Linked DNA regions of Rattus norvegicus: region 1 is linked to region 2. The links are chromatin contacts, called in public Hi-C maps. All regions are on one chromosome and are shown on one strand. The core of a region is the stretch at or near the end of the contact, and the rest is flanking DNA. Distances in the headings are between cores, read along the strand shown. Region 1 holds the start of Elavl1 (ELAV like RNA binding protein 1). Region 2 overlaps Evi5l (ecotropic viral integration site 5-like).

What was found. Hi-C and Micro-C count contacts between places; a contact is called where the count stands out from the background.
Region 1: a Hi-C map of liver shows a contact between it and region 2, with 2.1 times the contacts expected there. The contact joins the promoter of Elavl1 here to the enhancer-like site in region 2. A contact is called at or near these places in 7 of 12 Hi-C or Micro-C datasets (Schwann cells, frontal cortex, hepatocytes and 3 more).

Annotation. Positions count from the first base shown.
Region 1 is chr12:7,481,213-7,485,188 of GRCr8, reverse strand. It overlaps Elavl1 (ELAV like RNA binding protein 1), which reads left to right and starts at 2,564. Exons shown (of 6, transcript NM_001108848.1): 1 at 2,564-2,699. It overlaps LOC102552452, which reads right to left. Exons shown (of 6, transcript XM_063271845.1): 1 at 2,206-3,976. The coding sequence starts at 3,258. The coding sequence ends at 2,350.
Region 2 is chr12:7,334,613-7,338,534 of GRCr8, reverse strand. It overlaps Evi5l (ecotropic viral integration site 5-like), which reads right to left. Exons shown (of 19, transcript XM_039089908.2): 3 at 2,586-2,775; 4 at 1,270-1,494; 5 at 1,087-1,161; 6 at 321-446. Among named protein-coding and RNA genes, the nearest start is that of Evi5l, 19 kb to the right of the region's middle. Within about 2 kb of position 2,439, at least 3 of the 93 cell types and tissues checked have an H3K27ac peak or open chromatin away from gene starts, as enhancers often do. A contact at or near this core is called in hepatocytes and liver, where this site is marked.

The DNA.
Region 1 (3,976 bases), core at 1,315-3,814, 150 kb before region 2:
GTGTGCATCACCACCTCCTGGCAAAAGATCTCATAACTTTAAACTCTGATCATATGTTGAAATATGGTTAAATAAAACTATTAAAAATATCTGGGGTTTACAATAAAAAAATAGTATGTGTGCCAATGTGTGGATATGAAAGCAAGAGGCACATCTTCTCCTAAAGAGGCTCAACAAGGCCGGACAATTTGCAGAGCCCGTTCTCTCTACCACGTGGGTCCTGGAGAGTGAAGTCCAGCGGCAGTGCCTCATCCTGCTGAGCCATCTTGCAGACCCGTTATTTTTTACCTTCAACTAATAACTTACTTTTTAAAAAATAGGGTCACATGTAGTTGAGGCTGGTCTTCAATTTGCTACAGAGTCAAGAATGAACATTTTAAGGGAAGATTGTATTTTTATTTCTAAATTACGTATGTATATGTATGTCTGCATATGGATTTGTATATGTGAGTGCAGTGCCCCAGAGGACAGAAGAGGGCGTTATATCCCTAGTGATGGAGTTAAAGGTAGTTGTGAGTCAATAGATGGGTTGATGGGAATTCAATTCAATCATGGTCCTCTGCAAAGTTGTGACTATTCATAACTGCTGTGCCACCTTTTCATCCTGCTCATGAACTTCTGACCCTTCTACTTATCTCCTGAGTTCATACATAATTTTCAAAATTTAAGTTGCCATATAGCAACAACTTTGTGGCTTCCTTAAAAGTTTTACTGTACAAAGCTGATCAAGAATGTTACAGGGGTCGGTCCCCAGCTCCGGGAAAAAAAAAAAAAAAAGAACCAAAAAAAAAAAATGTTACAGGGGGCAGAATATGCTCCCATAATCGCTGCCTTGTCTAGCCTTAATGAGAGAGGATGTGCCTATCCCTGCAGAGACTCCATGTGCCAGGGTGAGGGGGTTATGGGGATGGGGGACTCCACCTCCTTAGAGAAGGATTTGGGAAGGGGGAACTCTGTGAGAGGGGGACCAAGAGTTGGGGCAGCAATCAGGATGTTAAGCGAATAAATTAATTTAAAAAAAGAACATTGGTTGGGGATTTAGCTCAGTGGTAGAGCGCTTGCCTAGGAAGCGCAAGGCCCTGGGTTCGGTCCCCAGCTCCAGAAAAAAAAAAAAAAAAAAAGAACACCACCCCCAGGTTCCTTATGTTGGAAAACTTGACTCCTGCAATGAATCCTTTGATTTTCACATATATGCTCACACAAACACATACATATTATAATATATACATATTATATACACATAAACACCATCCTTTAAAAACACAAACATACATACAAATAATACAGACATAATACAAAATATTAAAACATAACATTTTTTCGAATCCCATGAAACTGTCTTTAAAAGGTTACCTATAGCCAGCTGCTGTGTTGCAGGCCTGTAACTCTAGAACCTGGGAGATGGAAGCATAAGGATCGTTTCACTGACACACAACCTGGATTATATGAGACACTGTCTCAAAACATACACATCACCTTTAAAGCCAGCACCCAGGAAGCAGAGGCAGGCGGATCAATGATCAACCTGGTTTAGAAGTTCCAAGCCAGGACTACTCAGGAAGATCCTGACTAAAAGAAAACAAACATGCTAAAAAAAAAAAAAAAAAAAAAAAAAAAAAATCGGAAAGAGGCAGAGACGACTTTTTAAATCAAACAGGCTGGCATATACGTGTCTGATAGCACTAGCCCAGAACAACAGCTCCCAAAAAGAGACAGGCTGCTCACTGCCCGACTGGTTGGCACACTCTACTACTATGTTTGTGGGCATTTAAAATTTCGAAGGAGATGGGTCTTGGAAAGATGGCCCAGAAATTAAGAGCATCGGCTGCTCTTCCAGAGGACATGGGTTCAGTTCTCCGCACCCAAATGCAGTTAACAGCAGTCTATTAATACTAGTCGGGAAGGGTCCGACATTCTCTTTGATTTCCATATGCACTACACGCACGTGGTGCACAGACACGCAGGTTGAACCCATGCATACACATTAAGAAAAATCTTAAAACCAAGAAATTTTAACGTTAGATTCCCAGAAGCTGCCCATGCTGCCCACATCCTTTACCCCGCTCCACCAGTTAAGGAAACTGAGGCCAGGAGAAGTGACGTCAGCCAGTGTTCAACCGCAGGCAGACCGGAAATGTCCGGGCCGGGATTCGAATCGAGGATCCTGTCCTCCTAGCCTGGGCTCCCGATGACCACCTTGCTTACTTCGGAAGTGAGCGGCAGCACATCACGCATTGTGAGGACCACACGAAGTGCGTTCTATAAAAAGCGCCACTCTTTGGCCTTGATGTCCAGTTGGCGTCCACTGCGGGCCAGGCTCCAACTCGCCCCCTCCGCGGCCACCGATAGCTACTCTGCCACTCCACTGGGCGCCCTGGTCCCACCGCGGACGACGCCGACAGGAAGTCCCACCTCCGCCGCGCGCTCCCGAGTACCGCGACAGCCATGCCAACCAATGAGGATCGGTTCTTCAAAAACATTAACCAATAGTAGAGCGCGCTGGGGAGGGGGCGTGTCTGGGCCGCGGGGCCGGGGAGCGGGTCGTGCGCGCTGAGGAGGAGCCGCAGCCGTCGCCGTCGCCGTCGCCGTCGCCGCTACCGCTCTGCCGCCGCCACCACCGCTACCGAGGCCGTGCGGAGCCGTTATCACCGCGCCGCCCGCCCCGGAGCAGAGTCCCGGGCCTTCCCGCCCGTGTTCAGGTGAGGCCAGAGGCTTCGGCGACTTCCGAAAGAGTAGGCCGCGCCAGGGCCTGAGCTCGCCTAGCCCCGCGGGCGTCCGCCGGGCCTGCACCGGCCGAAGGCCCCAGGCCGCGGTAGGCCTGGTTATGGAGACGCGCGTGTGGGCCGCGGCTAGGCGAGTGAGAACCGACTCTGTTTGATTCAGATTGGCGACAAGCCTACCCCCGGGCAGATTCCTCTCTGGGCTCCCGCGAGAGAGGCGGGAGAAGGACACGGCGTGGGCACGCGCTTTGGGGGGCCGGGCTCCGAGGCTTGGGGGCCCCAGATAGTTGATCTCGGAGGCCCGGTGATCCGGGGGTGGAAGAGTGGAGCGAGGGCCTTGGGCGCCAGAGGTCACGGCCCACAGACTTGCTCCTTCGAGAAATCCTATAGATTTCTTTTGTGGACTATTTTCAGGATACACCGTGATGGGTCGTGAGGTCCTTTTAGAAGTGTGCAAACCTTTCTTCTGTATGTGTGGAAGTCCTAGAAGAGAAAGGAAATTTTTTCCTTGATCGCCATCTCTAACAAAGCTGTTCATTTGTAAAATAATGTGTAAATATTGAAAAGACCAATTGCATGCTGTTGAACAATGGGGAGTGACGACGGGTCTTCCTTTTCTCGTCTTCTGCTGCTAAAGCATGTCAGAATGGGTTTTGACACCTACTATGTGCAGGGCCGGTGGAGAACTTTTTTGCACTAGACAGAGCTTCCATTGTCGGAAGTGTTCGTGTGGGACACCGCTGGCCAGAGCTCTAGAAGGGGCAAGATCGGATGTTAGAGAAAGCTTTCTTAACCCCCTTGTTATAGGCAGTTAGAGTCAGATAATGGTTGGTTGTGGGGGTCTGGCTGCTCTATGCATTGTAGAAAGTTGGATAGCATGCCTGGCTTCTCTGCCCACTGAATGTTAGCATCTTTGCCTCCTACTTTTTTCAGTTGTGAGTACCAAAACCACATTGAGGCATTGGTTGTTAGGGCCTTTCTCTCATTCTACCCACCACCAAAACACGTACACATACACAGAGGTGAGAAATTCTTAAGCAATCTTCCTGAAAAGTTCTTCCGGCCCTATTTCTGATAATCTGGGTGAAGCTCCTAAGATCTCGAGTAAGCTGTATTCAATTGCCTGTAAAGTAGCAGGGTAAAAGTATTGTGCACGCCACACATGGAGTACTTGCAGTTACAAATAATCACCACAATCTTTCAACAAACTACCATGTGTTAATACTTCGTGGGCCTGTCTCCAGTCCCTAAGGTAT
Region 2 (3,922 bases), core at 1,190-3,689:
CCAGGCATGTTTGACCACCACTTCTTTCCAGAGAGGGTTTCATGTAACTCAGGCTGGTTTGAACTTCCCATGTAGCTGAGACTGACCTTGAATTTCTGACCCTCTACCTCGACTCCTAAGTCATAGGATGACAGATGTGTACTGCCGTGCCCAGTTTATAAAGTTCTAGGGGTGGTGTTCAGGACTTTGTGCATGATGGGCAAAGATCCTACCAACTGAGCCATAGTCTCAGCTCCCAAGGGTAATTTCTTAGGTCTAGAATTTCCAGTTTAGGGGTGTTCTGGAGATAACCTCAGGGTGGTCATCCCTGGCCTGCTTACCTGCAGCATGTATTCAAACTGGTAGATACAGAGTCCCAGCTCGGCCATGCTGGGCTTGAAGAGCTCCCGTAGCCGGTACTCCTGCATCAGCCGCACAAACACACAGAAGGCCTCTTCCTCAGGCATCTGGAGGGACCAGCAATGTGTGTGAGTGTATGTGTGAATGGGAAGCCATGCTTGGGCTCTGGACAGTGTTACACAGGGGCATGTTTCTGTTCCATTTATATTTATTGTAATTGTACCTGGCTACTGGGACCCATCCTACAAACCATAAATATGGTCAATACTATTCAGTGATGGAAGACCTGTGGCTGAAGTTATTTGCTGAGGGCCACTAATGGGAAACAATGGAGCTGTACTTAAACCTTTCTAGTGCCTCAGTCTCATCTCCCTGATTGAGACATACCTGTTCACACCTAGCTATCTCTTTTCTCCCTAAGTCTTCTGGTTTCTCTGGAGGTTTCTTCTGGTTTCTTCTGGTTTCCCTGTAAACCTCTATAACCCCCTAAATCGTTAGCCTGTGGTTCTTCCCTGTCCCAACGCTCCTTTTTTTTTTTTTTCTTTTCTTTTTTTCGGAGCTGGGGATCGAACCCAGGGCCTTGCGCTTGCTAGGCAAGCGCTCTACCGCTGAGCTAAATCCCCAACCCCCCCAACGCTCCTTAAGCCCTGTTCCTGTCCTGCACGGTAAAGTATCTGGCCCTAGCAGGTCACTACATTCAGGGAATGCTCTTATGTACATCTTGGGGATGGAGCCAGGGCAACTTACCTGCATGAGGAGTAAGCCCACAATGAAGGCACTGCCTTGGCAATATCCAACCTCCCGATCAACCAGGGAGTATGCCTAGAAGGGAAGGAGGCTGAGTGAACACAGGATTCCCACCAGCCTCTCTGCAGCCATCTTAAGTGGGGATTGTTCCTAAGGTGGCTGGAGCCATTACTGGGGCCTCACCTTCATGACATTGAAGAGGACTTCCTGGCCCAGGCTGTCCTGGCCTTTGAAGAACTCATGCTCTGGATAGGTGCGGGCAATGTCCCTTCGGATCAGCTTCTCACATGGTGAGGACATCTTGAGGAGCTCGGAGTACTGGTTTTTGACGGGCATATCTGTGGCACTGCACAGGAGCTGCCAAACGATGGCCCGGAAGTGGTGTGGGATGCCCTTTCGGATCAGCTCCTGCCATGGGTGGGGAGAGGTGGGGAGGGAGGCTCAGGCTGCAGTCTGCCTCATGTACCGCAGCCATCCCAAGGCCAACCCAGTCCAGCACCTCAGGCATGGCTTACACTTGCTTTTAGGATGGTAGAGGACATCTGAGTCACTGTGCTTTTAGCTAGTCACGTGCTGACTGGGGGCTCCCCATCCTTCAGCGACTCCTCCACCACTAAGCTATGATCCCAATTCTCATGCTTTGTGTGTGTGTGTGTGTGTGTGTGTGTGTGTGTGTGTGTATGAATATTCATGCACACACACACACACGCACATGCGCACAGATATATGTGTATATATGGAGGTCATAGGTCAGCCTTAGTTGTCATTCTTCAGAGGCGTCCACCTTGGATTTTGTTGTTGCTTGTTTTTGTTTTGTTATATTTTAACTGCATTAAATTATTTAACGTGTGTGTGTGTGTGTGTGTGTGTGTGTGTGTGTGTAGGCTGTATGTAACAGAGGACAACTTGCACCTGCATTTGAAGGAGTCGAATCTCTTATACATGTGGAGAAAACTCAGGTTGCCAGTCTTGACAGCAAGTGCCCTTATTTGCTGAGCTATCTTGCTGACCTATCCACATGTACTTTGAGATAGGGTCTCTTTACTGTGGCTGCCCACAGGGCTAAGCTGATTGGCTAGGAGTTCCCACAGGAATCTGCCTGTCTCTGCCTCCACGGTGCTGGCATTGCAAGCGTGTGCCAGCATGCTCAGCTTTTTATAGGTGCCGAGGATGGACCTTAGATCTTCAATTTTATGCAGCAAGCACTTTACAGACAGGTATTTTCTTAGCCCCCACCTTCTTTTTAAGCAAGCCCTTCGCTCTTTGCATGAAGTTTGACTATGCAGTCCACACTGAGCCTCTTGCCTCAGTGTCCTGAGTATAGGGTCATAGGTACAGGTACCATTGCATCAGAGCATACAGCAAGCAGGCACAGGGACCTCTCTCTCACCCCCTTCCATTCCCAAGTTCGATCTGTTCATCTGCACTTTGGCCCTGGCTGGTGGACAAATGACCAGGCTGGCCAGACTCATGCCCATCCCACATCTGCCTCAGGCCACCTTGAGTAGCTTTTCCTTTCTGCGCCGCCATTCCTCCCACTCGTTGGCAATCCGGCCCCAGAGAATCCATGTGTCCTCCTCCAGGTGGCTCAGGTTGGAGGAGGCGGAGGAGCTGGATACCAGGGAGGAGCCGCTGTTCCTCCGGGAGCCATTCATGGAGCGCATGGACTTGGAGTCGGCTTCCAGGAGCCTAGGCAAGAAGAGTAGGAGAGGGGAGGCCAGACAATTCCCATGGCTCCTAGTCACAGGGGCCCTCTCAAGCACCTGACCTCAGAGACTAGATCCACACTGCCTGCTTTCCTTTCTTTAAAAACTGTTATCTCTACAAGTGTATGCCATGTGCGTGATGGTACACGTGGAAGCCAGAAGGGGGCGCTGGATGTCCTGGTGCTGGAGTGGTTGTGAGCCACCCCATATGGGTGCTGGGAACTGAACCTGGGTCCTCTGAGGGACCCAAGTGCTCTTGACTGCTGAGTCCTATCTTTAGCTCCCATGCTGCCTTTCTTGCTAAGTGATCTTGGCCAGTGACCTAACCCCCTGAGCCATGGCCCTTGGAAAGTCATTTGTGTTCCTCTTCTGTACCAAGCACTGGGCCACGTGTGTATTTATTTCTATGAGCTCACTCTCAGACCAACTGTGCACAGCACATTTAGGGACGGTCTATGCTCTCTAGAGGGGTTCCATGCAAGTTCTGCTGAGGGCACTTACAGATACCCAGGACACTGGGGTTGTATTAACCACACCCTTTCTCTCTCTTCTCTCTCCTTCCTTCCACCTCTCTCTTCTTTCTCTGTATGCACATGCATGTGTTTGCACATTCATGAGAAGGCAAGAGGCCAACCTTTGATACTGTTAAGGAGTCCGTTTTATTTTTGAGACAGGCCTTTCATGAACTTGCACCTCTCCAATTAGGCAAGGTTGGCTGGCTAGTGAGCCTTGGGGATCTGCCTGTCCCTATCTCTTGTTGCTGGAATTTCCTGACGAGGTTTTTGTTTGTTTTTGCTTTAGATAGGGTCTTACTATGTAGCCCTGGCTGGCCTGGAACTCCCTATGTAGCCCTGGCTGTCATCAAACTCACAGAAATCTACCCGCCTCTGCCTTCTGAGTGCTGGGATTAAATGCTGAGTATAATTACTTTTTACGACAGATTCTGGGGATCACATTCAAGCATTTTAAAGATTAAGCTATCTCCCCTCCTTCTTCCTCTTTAATTAATAACTCTTCTTCTTATTATTTTGATTTTTTTGAGACAGGGTTTCTCTTCATAGCCCTGGCTGTCCTGGAACTCACTCACTTAACCAGGCTGGCTTCAAACTCAGAGATTCACCTGCATCTGC